Linked DNA regions of Mus musculus: all the other regions are linked to region 3. A link is a contact called in public HiChIP or PLAC-seq data. All regions are on one chromosome and are shown on one strand. The core of a region is the stretch at or near the end of the contact, and the rest is flanking DNA. Distances in the headings are between cores, read along the strand shown. Region 1 overlaps Msra (methionine sulfoxide reductase A). Region 2 overlaps Msra (methionine sulfoxide reductase A). Region 3 overlaps Msra (methionine sulfoxide reductase A).

Region 1 (3,248 bases), core at 266-2,765, 76 kb before region 3:
CACAAGGATTGGGTTATGTGATGTTGCTGAGGCTACCTTTGGACTCACACAGCAAAGAACAAAGACCCCAGGCAGGCACACAGCCTCCGGCTCAGAGGCATCCTGCCATGTAGCTGTCTATTCTCTGAAGAGCTTAAGAACCACATATTGTAAGCAGAAGTATTAAGATTTAAAATAAAACATGCCGTACTGAGAGACTATGAGCAGAGAGGCTCACAGCGATGGCTGTGGAAAGAAAAAAGCAACCCCCCAAACTGGCTATCACTTTCCATCTGGAAGTTTCTTTCTGTCCCACCCCCTGACCTTTCACCTTTCAGATTCTTCAAGACCCAGCTTGAAGGTCATCTCACTTTTCCCGTCTTGTCTGTGGCCATTTCTAGCTGGTGTAGCACTGGTAAGTCACCCTACTTACCAATATAACTTCCCCAAGATCCTCTCAGCTTTTTCTTCAGCACTGTAGCCTGGCATGTCACAGGCTTATTTTTATAAAGATTTAGCATTTATTTTTGGTGCTAGAGGTTGGAGTTGAACCTAGGGCCTTGCATATACCTGGCAAATGCTCTACTCCTAACGACACCTACAGGTCCTTGACAGGTAGAGCCCAATTGTGGTGGTTTAAATAAGAATAGTCCCCATAAGCTCATATATACTTAAATATATTATATATATCAATGCTTAGTCAACAGGGGCTAGCATTATTTTAAAAGATTAGGAGATGTGGTATTAGAGGAAGGGTATCACTAGGGGTACACTTTGAGGGTTCAGAAGCCCAGGCCAGGCCCAGTGTCTCTCTCCCTGCTGCCTGTGGATCCAGATGGATAGCTCTTAGCTACTTTTCCGGCACAATGTCTGCTTGCACACCACCATGCTTCCTGCCATGATGATAACGGACTAAACCTCTGAAACTGTAAGCCAGCCCCAGTGAAATGCTTTCTTTTATAAGAGGTGTCTTGGTCATGGTGTCTCTTCACAGCAACAGAACACTAAGACACCAACAAATGAAGAAAAGATCTGTGGAAGAGGAAGTGAGCTACAGGTTCTCTGCCTCTTGCAGCTTAGTGACTATTTTTCCTACAACTTTGGCCTCTGTTTGAGAACTGATCTCTGGTTTCCACATCTCATTCCATGTTGATCCATTCCCCCACCACCTTTAGCCTGAGTTCAAGTCCATCTTCTACATCAACTGGCTGTCCACCAGCACAGTTCCCCATCTCTGCCCTTAGTTAATACTCTGTTCTCTAGCCAGTGTCCACCTTATCTTATCCATCACCTCCCTTCCTCATCTCTCCAGCTACCATAGCTGGAATCTTCAGCCCGACCTCCAGAATTAGCACCAGAAAGAAGTCTCACAACCATGCCCTTCAGGGAAGTCCCTCCAACCTCAATCAGCTCTTCCTGGTCCTCTCCAAGGTGCTGCTTGGTGGTTGTAGAAGCCATGAACTCCTTTATCAGCTAGCATCATCTCCTGAGCAGGGTGACACACACACTCCTGCTCTACTGCCCAACCCCCACACTGTCTTTGTCCCCACACAGGGTAACACACCTCTGCTGCACTTTCATTCCTCAAACCCCAAACACAGTGGAGTATCCCTTGTCCACTGGGAAGATATTTATCAGACATTATCTATTATTTTTGTTTTCCCTATAATTGCATGTGACACTATACATTCCCTGTCTTACAATTTAAGTTCCTCTGTTTCCATTTCTTAATTCGGATTCTTTGAACCTGAGATAATGTGTCCTCTTTCTTGATGGGAAATACAGGAGCAGCCATAACACTGCGTAAGAAGGGCCTCCATAGGTCTACACAATAGATCCGCATTGCAAATCCAAGCAGTGGGTAACAGGACTGTGCAGCTGTTAGAATGACGGACTCTTCGGCCCGCGCCACCACCAGCTAGACAAACTGCAGAGGCACTTTAGAGATGATTCTCAGTGTTCTCACATGGTTGAGCTGATGATTTTGCCTTTTCCAAGAGTCTCATCTTGTGTAATTAGCTGGTGCTTCTGTATTGGTAGTTTGCAGTGTCTGCCCAGGCTGTCAAATGTGCAGCAATTTGATGGCCGGGCAACCGCGGTGTTGATAGCTTTAAAAGTATATTCCTTCCTACAGTTCTATTCACTAATAATAATTTGTTCATTACTTAGTATCTCATCAGCAAAGACAGAAAGTCCTTTTCCTCTCACAGCAACTAGAAGAGGGGGACATCTGTTAAGGGCCCTGATACAAATGCAAGGCAGCATGAGGAGGTGTTCAATTGTCTTAAAGGGTTATTTTCCTAATGTAATGTCTAAGATGGAGCTAACACTCTTAAAATGTTAGCCTTCACAGTTTTTCTAGGGTTTGGGAGTTCAGAGAGATAAGGACAGACAGGCAGGGGAATGGTCAACAGCACAAAGAGGCTAAATACTTCATTGAAGGCGGCAGTGCATGCACTTGCTCCCGCCCCCCACCTTTAGCAGAGTGTTACAGGTATAGGAAAATAGCTGTGAGGTGAGGGGATGGGAGGGGGGTTGCCATGGGAGCAATCTGCCACCTCATGCTCCTGCTGCTGAGTATGGAGTGCTCTGCCCTACCTCCCCCATGGTAGACTGAAGCACCTCTGAAATCATGAGACAAAATGAGCCTTTCCTTCCTGAAGTTGTTCTGTCAGAGATGTGGTCATAGTGATATGAAACTGACCAGTCCAATGTTCCCCTTCCTTTAAAACAACAACAACAAAGCCCAACAACAACAACTACTACCTCATAGTTCTACCTGCCCCTTTAATCACGTGAGGACACATGAAAGGACAGCCATCTATGGACTGAAATAGGAATCTCCCCAGACACCATCAGATGGTACCCAATTCTGGACTTAGGGTGAGGACTACCTTTCAGTTCTCTCTAAGGCACCTCTGACAGCCTGCTCTTGCAGCCTTCATGGACTAAGACATAACCATGCCTCTTGTAAATACTGACAGTGTGTGCCTCATTCCTTTGTGTTTCATTCCCTTTCTTGCCTTATTGTGCTTGCTAGCATCTCTTTCAGGATGCTGCGCAGGGATGGTGAGGATAGATCTCTGCCTGGCCTTTACCTGGTTAAAAAAGACACACCTGTAGGCTCTTTAAGAGCCCCCCCCCCACACACACACAAATATACATTGTAAAAACTCAAATAAAATAAGCAAATGGTGATAGATGCAAGCAGCAATACCATGAGAAACAGAACTAGGCAAGATCAGAAAGTACACATACAGGGTCTCATC
Region 2 (3,135 bases), core at 251-2,750, 110 kb before region 3:
CAGGGAGAAACCCGCCGCACCGGGATTTGATTATTTACCAACATAATGTTGGCTGCAAGCCAGCGAGACACCAATACATTTTCCTTTGAAGCCTGACATATTGCCTGCTGTTTCTAAGTCTGTTTTCTCAGCTGGCCAACAAATAACCAGGACTGTTTAAAGAAAAAAAAAGTCACAATTCCAGGTGGGGAGGGGAGTGCTGTTCTCGTGATGGGTTCCTCATAGAGACACTGAACTCATTCTTCCAAAGTGACAAAGGTGTCCCCAGGAGTGGAGCACATTATCAGGCCTCTGACAGCTGCTGGTCCCCATGCGTCTGTGACCAGTTTTTCTGTATATTACTTTGGGAAAGGCCTGCAGAGGTCTGGCCCTGGTGGCAAGGTCAGCAGGTGGCAAGGGTATCAGCGTGTCCCCTGATGTCTTAGGATACACTGGCATGTGTTCTCCTTGTTGAAGGGCCCCCAAGACAACCTGACACAGATCATAGGTCTCTCAGAAGCTGGTTGTCTCAAAAAATCTACCATGAGGCCATTAGAAACCTAAGAGACAATAGGGGACAGCAGCTGCTGTCCCTTTCTAACAATCAACATTAAAGTTCTAGTCCTTTTCTTTAAAAGGAAAGTTTAATTGAGATGAGAGTCTCATTCTCTCACTATACAGCCCAGGTTGGCATAGGACTTGTGACCCTCCTATCTCACGCCCCTATATTACATGCCATTACATGTGTACACCAATGTGCAGTTAGACATTGTTGTCAAGGACAAGCTTTCAGATTTGGAAGTAACGGTTTGGGTGGCAAATAGATGCTCAAAGACTGTACTTTAAAATCTTAAAGGTTCTTTAAAAAAATTCTGGGTATGGATATGTGCCTGTTTGTGAGTCTCTGTGTGCATGAGTGCAGGCACATGAGGAAGCCAGCAGGGGGCATCAGATCTCCCTGGGCTGCAATTACAAGTGCTTGTGAACTACCCAACGTGAGTGCTGGGAACCAAACTCAGGTCTCTGCAAGAGGACTGTGCTCTTAACACTAGTCATCTCTCTAGCCCTAAAGTGTCAAATAACTCCTCTTTCAACTCTAGTTATGACCAGCATCTCTTGTCCTTCCTTTACCACACAGCCTTCTCCATTAGTAAGCTTTTTTTTTTTTTCCTCTGATAGATCCTCTTGCCTGTGGAGAATTTTCCAGAGTAGGAGTAGCTGTTCTGAGCTGACAACACTCCCCTGACCTGGGGGCTATAGCCTAATGCTCTGCTGAACAGAGTGGCCCACAGCCACCAGCTGTCACTTTCATTAAGATATTGGGAGCGGAGAAAAACCTTCCTGAGACAGGCATGGAGATCTGGCCAAAGTTGTTCTCAGAAGGGAGAAAGTAGGCTCGGAGCTTGGCTGAGTCTTTCATCTCCAGATGCTTCTGTTTCTCTGCCCACTTCACAGGACACTGTGCAGATTAGAGGGAGGGTGGCCACAGGGCGCTCTCAGACAGCACAGACAAAGGCATTGCGTAACTGCGAAATGTTCGCTTTCACTTTTGCAGAGTGTCAGCTGCCTCTAACCTGTGAGTGAGCATTAGCAGCAAGCCTGAGGGGCAACAGGGACCTGAGGCTGTGGCCTCCCCATAACATCAGCCCAGTCCACGAAGGGAGCGGGAGAAGACCTGGGGAAAAGATAGTTACTGACAGACAACAAAAAGCAGAATAAAAAATAGCTTGAGTTTAAAATAACTTGCTGAGACTGAATGCCAGGGACTTCGTTTAAGGAGCCGTCTCTGATTGCTGGGCACAACACACCTCTGTATTTTCTCACACCGGTGTGGCCTCGATCCCTCAAAGCCGATCTAAATGCTAACTGCAGCTCCGCAGTCACCAGCAGACTGGATCAAACCATAAAGCTGCCATGCAGGCATTCCGCTCAGCACATTGGACTCTTCAGTCACTTGATGAAGTTACAGTTGGTGACACTGTTTTGGCATAATGTATTGAGACCTCCAAGGCTGAAGGAGGAGTTTGGACAGGTAAAAAGTACCACTGTTGCTCTGGGTAACTGACAGGCAGGCAGATGTAGCCAGTGCTGTCTGCATTATTTGCTACTAAAATCGAAGGGGGGTAGGGGAGAGCTGGAGGAGTCTTTGCATTTTCCCAGCAAAAGCTGCATCTCAAGGGTCCTTCAGAGCACTCTGGGAACACACAGGAGTTTACAAATCAATTTACTAAATTGGCTTGGCTGGAAATCATGCTTTTGTATGTGGATCCGGCTGAAAGGCATTTTTTAAATCTATCGGGCCCTAGTGAGGCTCCTTCAAGCAGTGCAGAGAAAGGTGACATCAGAAAAAGGATGTCAGTTCCAAACCAAGTAGTCTCTGGCTCAAACCCTGCTCCAAAGGCCCGGCCACCCTGAGTAAGTCACATGACCTCTCTGAGCCAACTGCCTAGCTAGCCCACCAGCCCCTTGAATGCTGGCAGGGTGAAAGTCAAGCGCTGTCTCAATCTGGCCTTTTCCGTGTAGCTATAGGTGACCCAGATGACAGGAGCCCTCCCCACGCCAACCGTTCTCTCCTCTCCCATAGACAGGTGGACAAGTGACAGGAAAGGAGCAGAAAGCTCTGGAACCCCCATTGTGCAATGACTGCATACACTTAGCCAAATTGGGAACTTCATTTAAGCAGCAGAGAGAGCCAAGCTGCACTTCTAAAGACAGAATTTTTAGATGTCAGGCATATGCTATTTTGGGTTCTGTATAATTTTGCCCTTTAGATATTGTGAACTTGAATTCTGCAAGCGGTCTGTCTCCTTTTGTTTGTTCAGTGGTTTGTTTTTTTCAAATGAGCACTCAGATGTATAGCAGCCCTGCTGCCTCTGACCCTGATGCAAGTGCCAGGATCCTAGGCATGGCTACCACACTTGGAGTCATTTTTTTTTTCACACCACACCTATCAGCCAGTTGGCCAATTGCAGTGCACTTCCCAGGCTCCCGGTGACAGGTGAGTCTGAGGTCTTGAGTAGAGAGGAGGTAGAACAAAGGGCCCAGACCTAGAGAGGCCCCAGATCCATTCAACAGAAAGCTAAAGCATGGAGAGGGCGGTGTATTGCCCTAGGTCAGACTCTGGTAGGGTTGTAGCAAACCTCTGAAAACCAATAA
Region 3 (3,442 bases), core at 610-3,109:
AATGTGTAGGCCTCACAGTTCTCATTTCAAAACTCACCACCGTGTTATGACAACTCAGGGACCAAGGTCTTAACATACGGTGGCCATGAAGGTCCAGAGAATAAACTAGGAGTTATTTACATAGCTATAGTCAACTGACTTTAAACAAGCTGCAAGGAAAAGCTGAAATGGAAACACAGTGGTCATGTAAGACATGCAACTGGAACAACCGGATCTTCACAAGTGAAAGAGTGAAGCCGGACAGACCCCAATGTCGTGCCATATGTCATTCAAAATGTACCCCAGAATGTTAAAGGAAAACATGGGTATGTGTCTCTGGAATTTTGATTCTGATGGTTTCTGAAGTGTGATGGTCCTTACAAAAGAGCCAGCCAACAAAAGAGAAGGGAAAAGGAGGAGGTGGGGGACGGAGAGAGAATGAGGATAAAGAGGGGGGAGAAGATTTTTTTCTCTCTGTAATGGAAGCAAAATGATAACCTAAAGAATAGGAAAATGTTTACAAATCATATATCTGATAAAGGTCAGGTTCAGAATATGGGCTGGGTTAGGGGTGGAGGGGGCTTTTGTTTTGTTCTGTTTTTCAGTCTTCAGATCCTACAATAAGTACCTGGGGAGATGGCTTGGCCTCTGAGAGGCTACTCATTGATCTTGCAAAGGACCTGAGTTCAGTTTCCAGAATCCACAGGGGGTGGCTCAAAACCAACTATAACTCCATCTCTGGGGGCTCAGATGACCTCTTCTGGCTTCCATGGGCACTGCACATGCACATATGTGCACACACACACACACACACACACTTTAAAAAAAACAAAAACAAGCAAACAAACAAAAACTAAGTCTTTAAAAATTTAAACAGAGTTTCTTTTGAGCCAGCCCTTCCACTCTAGATAACACCTCAAGAGAACTTTAAAGCTCATCTGTACAAAAACTTGGCACAGATGTTTGTAGCTGCACTGTTCACATCAGCTGGGGTAAGGACAACTCAAGCAGCTATAAGCTAACCATGTATGATGGAAACACATGGTGGAAGAATACTCAGCAATGAAAAAGAATGGGTGAGACGTGGGTATAAGGCTGAACAACAACAAAAAAGCCAGTAATGAAGGTTCACATATTATACAGCTCTGCTTACATGAAAAGTCCGTGATGAGCAAATCTGTAGACAGAGGGAAAAGCTTCATGGTTGCCAGGGTCAGGTCAGAAGGAAGAACGAGTGGCTATGGGTGTGTTTGGAGTCAGCGGACACAAGCAGAGGAGTGAGCTAAAAGCCACGGTTGAACACGAGCACATGGTTACATTTTCTGTGTGGCCTCTATCTTGCACTTTCCATCCATCTTCAATGTCTACATGTGCTTTGACTGGTCACTTAATAGCCCTGGTGGCCCTTTTGGCCTGTTGCACAGAGAACATACCAAACACCAGATAAGCCTCTAGAATCTACCCCAGAGATCCGCCCAGCAGCTCTCATTCCTGTTGCTGCTTTAGTCTCTTAGGTTGGTCCCAGCTGACTCCAGCGTCCCCAGCTCCATCCACACCAGGCCCAGCTCTTTAGAGAACACCTACTCTTGACTACCAGGCACTAATGAAGTCAAACTCTTGGCAGCCAGCATCTCTCGCATACCATGTCCTCTCTTCCCAGAAAACCCCACTCTCTCCAAGCACAGCATCCTGGAAGTTCCTCGAGCTTTCCTGAGTCCTGGCCCACACCTCACTTAGCTACATAACGTCTAATCTCTGTGACTACTGAGTTTTTCATCCTAGCTTTCTGTTTAGACAGAACTCTGCATTCCGTACAGTATGGGATATGGAGCACCTGGACTGTGCAAAAATAAGCCATGCCCCTAAATTTACATATAACTTCCTGGTGGCTGTGAAACCTTTTGATTCCAACTGTCAGACAGAAAGAGAAACCCTACAGAAAGCCACAGAATCCAGCAGTTGTTCAGGCCACAAGGCTGGGTGTCTCAGCTGGCCTTTAGTATATGTAAGAAACCCAAAGAAGTAGACTCTAACGCCAGTGAAGGAATGGACTTGCCAGCGAGAGCAAGCAGGCAGAGAGATGTTTCTTCCTTTTATAAAGGCTGACACAAGGAGGTGTCCAAATGTAGGGAGACCCTTTTCACTTCAAATGATGCAGATTTAAGGTGGATCTTCCTACCTCAAGTGATCTAGTTAACTAAACTTCCCTCACAGGTACGCCCAGTGACTTGGGTTTATAGTTAATTCCAGATGTAGCCAAGTTAACAACCAGGAATAGCCATCATGATGACTTACAGAAAAATCCTTCAGCTCACTTCTTTTGTACCATAGATTCATTTTTAAAGAAATGTTTATTTTAAATATACAACATCATTTGCCAGAAGTAACAAATTCACTAGCAAAGATGTCATCAAATTTTCCAGATGGAAAGTTATCTATCTGTAAGCTCAAGGCCTTCTGTTACAGAAAGATGAGCAAGCATAGAAGAAAAGGTTAAACTCAGCCCAGCAGTGGGCAGATTTCTTCATCCTGATGGAATCAGAAGGGCTAAAGATGGTTGGGAAGAGGTGATCTCCTCCCTGTGCTTTAGTGATATTTGATGCCTCACCCTTGCCACACTGTGGCTCTCACACCCAATGAGAGGCCAATCCATGGTAAAAACAGGCAAAAAAAAAAAAAAAAAAATCCAACAAGAACTTAAATTTGCCTAACATTAACCATGCACCGTGCTCTACTCCAGAGTCCTCCTTCAGCATTTCCATCTTCCTGATAACACTTCTAACTCATAATAGATATATCATTTGTATGCTGTGTGTGTGTGTCTGTATATGTGTTTGTGAGTGTGTGTTTTGTTGGATATGTGTGTGTTTCTGGATTGTGTGTGTATGTGTATGTATGTATATGTTTTGCTGGATGTATGTGGTATTTATCCTGGGTGTGAGTATGTGTGTATGTGTGTATGTGTGTATGTGTGTATGTATGTATGTGTATATGTCCTGGGTGTGTGTGCTGTATATATGTATGTGTATATATATTCTAGGGGTGTGTTTGTGTCTGTGTGTGCTGGATATGTGTTCACATGCCTATGTTTGTGTCTTTGTGGGGAGATTCTGATGTGGGAGTACATGTATACATGCACGTAGAAGTCAAAGGACAGTCTTAGGTGTCATTCTATAACAAGACCCTACACCTTAGAACAACTGACTCCATAGTAGAAGCTCCATTCAGACCGTAAAACTCAGCACATAGATAGCATCACCTGCCAAAACAAAAATAAAGACCTAATTCATCAAAGTCCATAGTTCTGGAAAAGTGTCTCTGAATGCACAACCTTGATTTTTGGCTTATAAACTTTTGCTTCTGGCTGTTTCTGCTAACTGAAGTATGTCAACCCAGGATATAGTTTTTGTGCTTAAAAACTCACCCTGAGAAAGGCACAGGGCTACACTGGGATCTTGAACAC

Evidence for each region. HiChIP or PLAC-seq counts read pairs in DNA pulled down with a chosen protein or histone mark.
Region 1: an H3K4me3 HiChIP or PLAC-seq map of the SCID.adh cell line shows a contact between it and region 3, with 9 read pairs. The contact joins two enhancer-like sites. A contact is called at or near these places in 3 of 484 Hi-C or Micro-C datasets (3T3-L1-derived adipocytes, Sertoli cells and extraembryonic endoderm stem cells), 7 of 115 datasets of contacts at active chromatin or transcription factors (CD8 T cells, the SCID.adh cell line, bone marrow-derived macrophages and 4 more) and 2 of 9 other capture datasets (adipose tissue and liver).
Region 2: a contact with region 3 is called in an H3K4me3 HiChIP or PLAC-seq map of the SCID.adh cell line, with 8 read pairs. The contact joins two enhancer-like sites. A contact is called at or near these places in 1 of 15 datasets of contacts at CTCF or cohesin (CD8 T cells), 11 of 484 Hi-C or Micro-C datasets (the HL-1 cell line, the N1E-115 cell line, bone marrow-derived macrophages and 7 more), 6 of 115 datasets of contacts at active chromatin or transcription factors (CD8 T cells, the SCID.adh cell line, bone marrow-derived macrophages and 3 more) and 3 of 9 other capture datasets (adipose tissue, macrophages and pancreatic islet).

Annotation. Positions count from the first base shown.
Region 1 is chr14:64,346,061-64,349,308 of GRCm38.p6, forward strand. The region is part of intron 1 of Msra (methionine sulfoxide reductase A); the gene reads right to left. Among named protein-coding and RNA genes, the nearest start is that of Gm52131, 34 kb to the left of the region's middle. Within about 2 kb of position 1,516, at least 9 of the 459 cell types and tissues checked have an H3K27ac peak or open chromatin away from gene starts, as enhancers often do. A contact at or near this core is called in the SCID.adh cell line, where this site is marked.
Region 2 is chr14:64,308,586-64,311,720 of GRCm38.p6, forward strand. The region is part of intron 2 of Msra (methionine sulfoxide reductase A); the gene reads right to left. Gm52131 (a long non-coding RNA gene) reads right to left here. Exons shown (of 2, transcript XR_003951179.1): 1 at 1-3,135. Among named protein-coding and RNA genes, the nearest start is that of Gm52131, 3.5 kb to the right of the region's middle. Within about 2 kb of position 1,501, at least 89 of the 459 cell types and tissues checked have an H3K27ac peak or open chromatin away from gene starts, as enhancers often do. A contact at or near this core is called in the SCID.adh cell line, where this site is marked.
Region 3 is chr14:64,421,857-64,425,298 of GRCm38.p6, forward strand. All of the region lies in intron 1 of Msra (methionine sulfoxide reductase A), which reads right to left. Among named protein-coding and RNA genes, the nearest start is that of Gm52130, 17 kb to the left of the region's middle. Within about 2 kb of position 1,860, at least 26 of the 459 cell types and tissues checked have an H3K27ac peak or open chromatin away from gene starts, as enhancers often do. A contact at or near this core is called in the SCID.adh cell line, where this site is marked.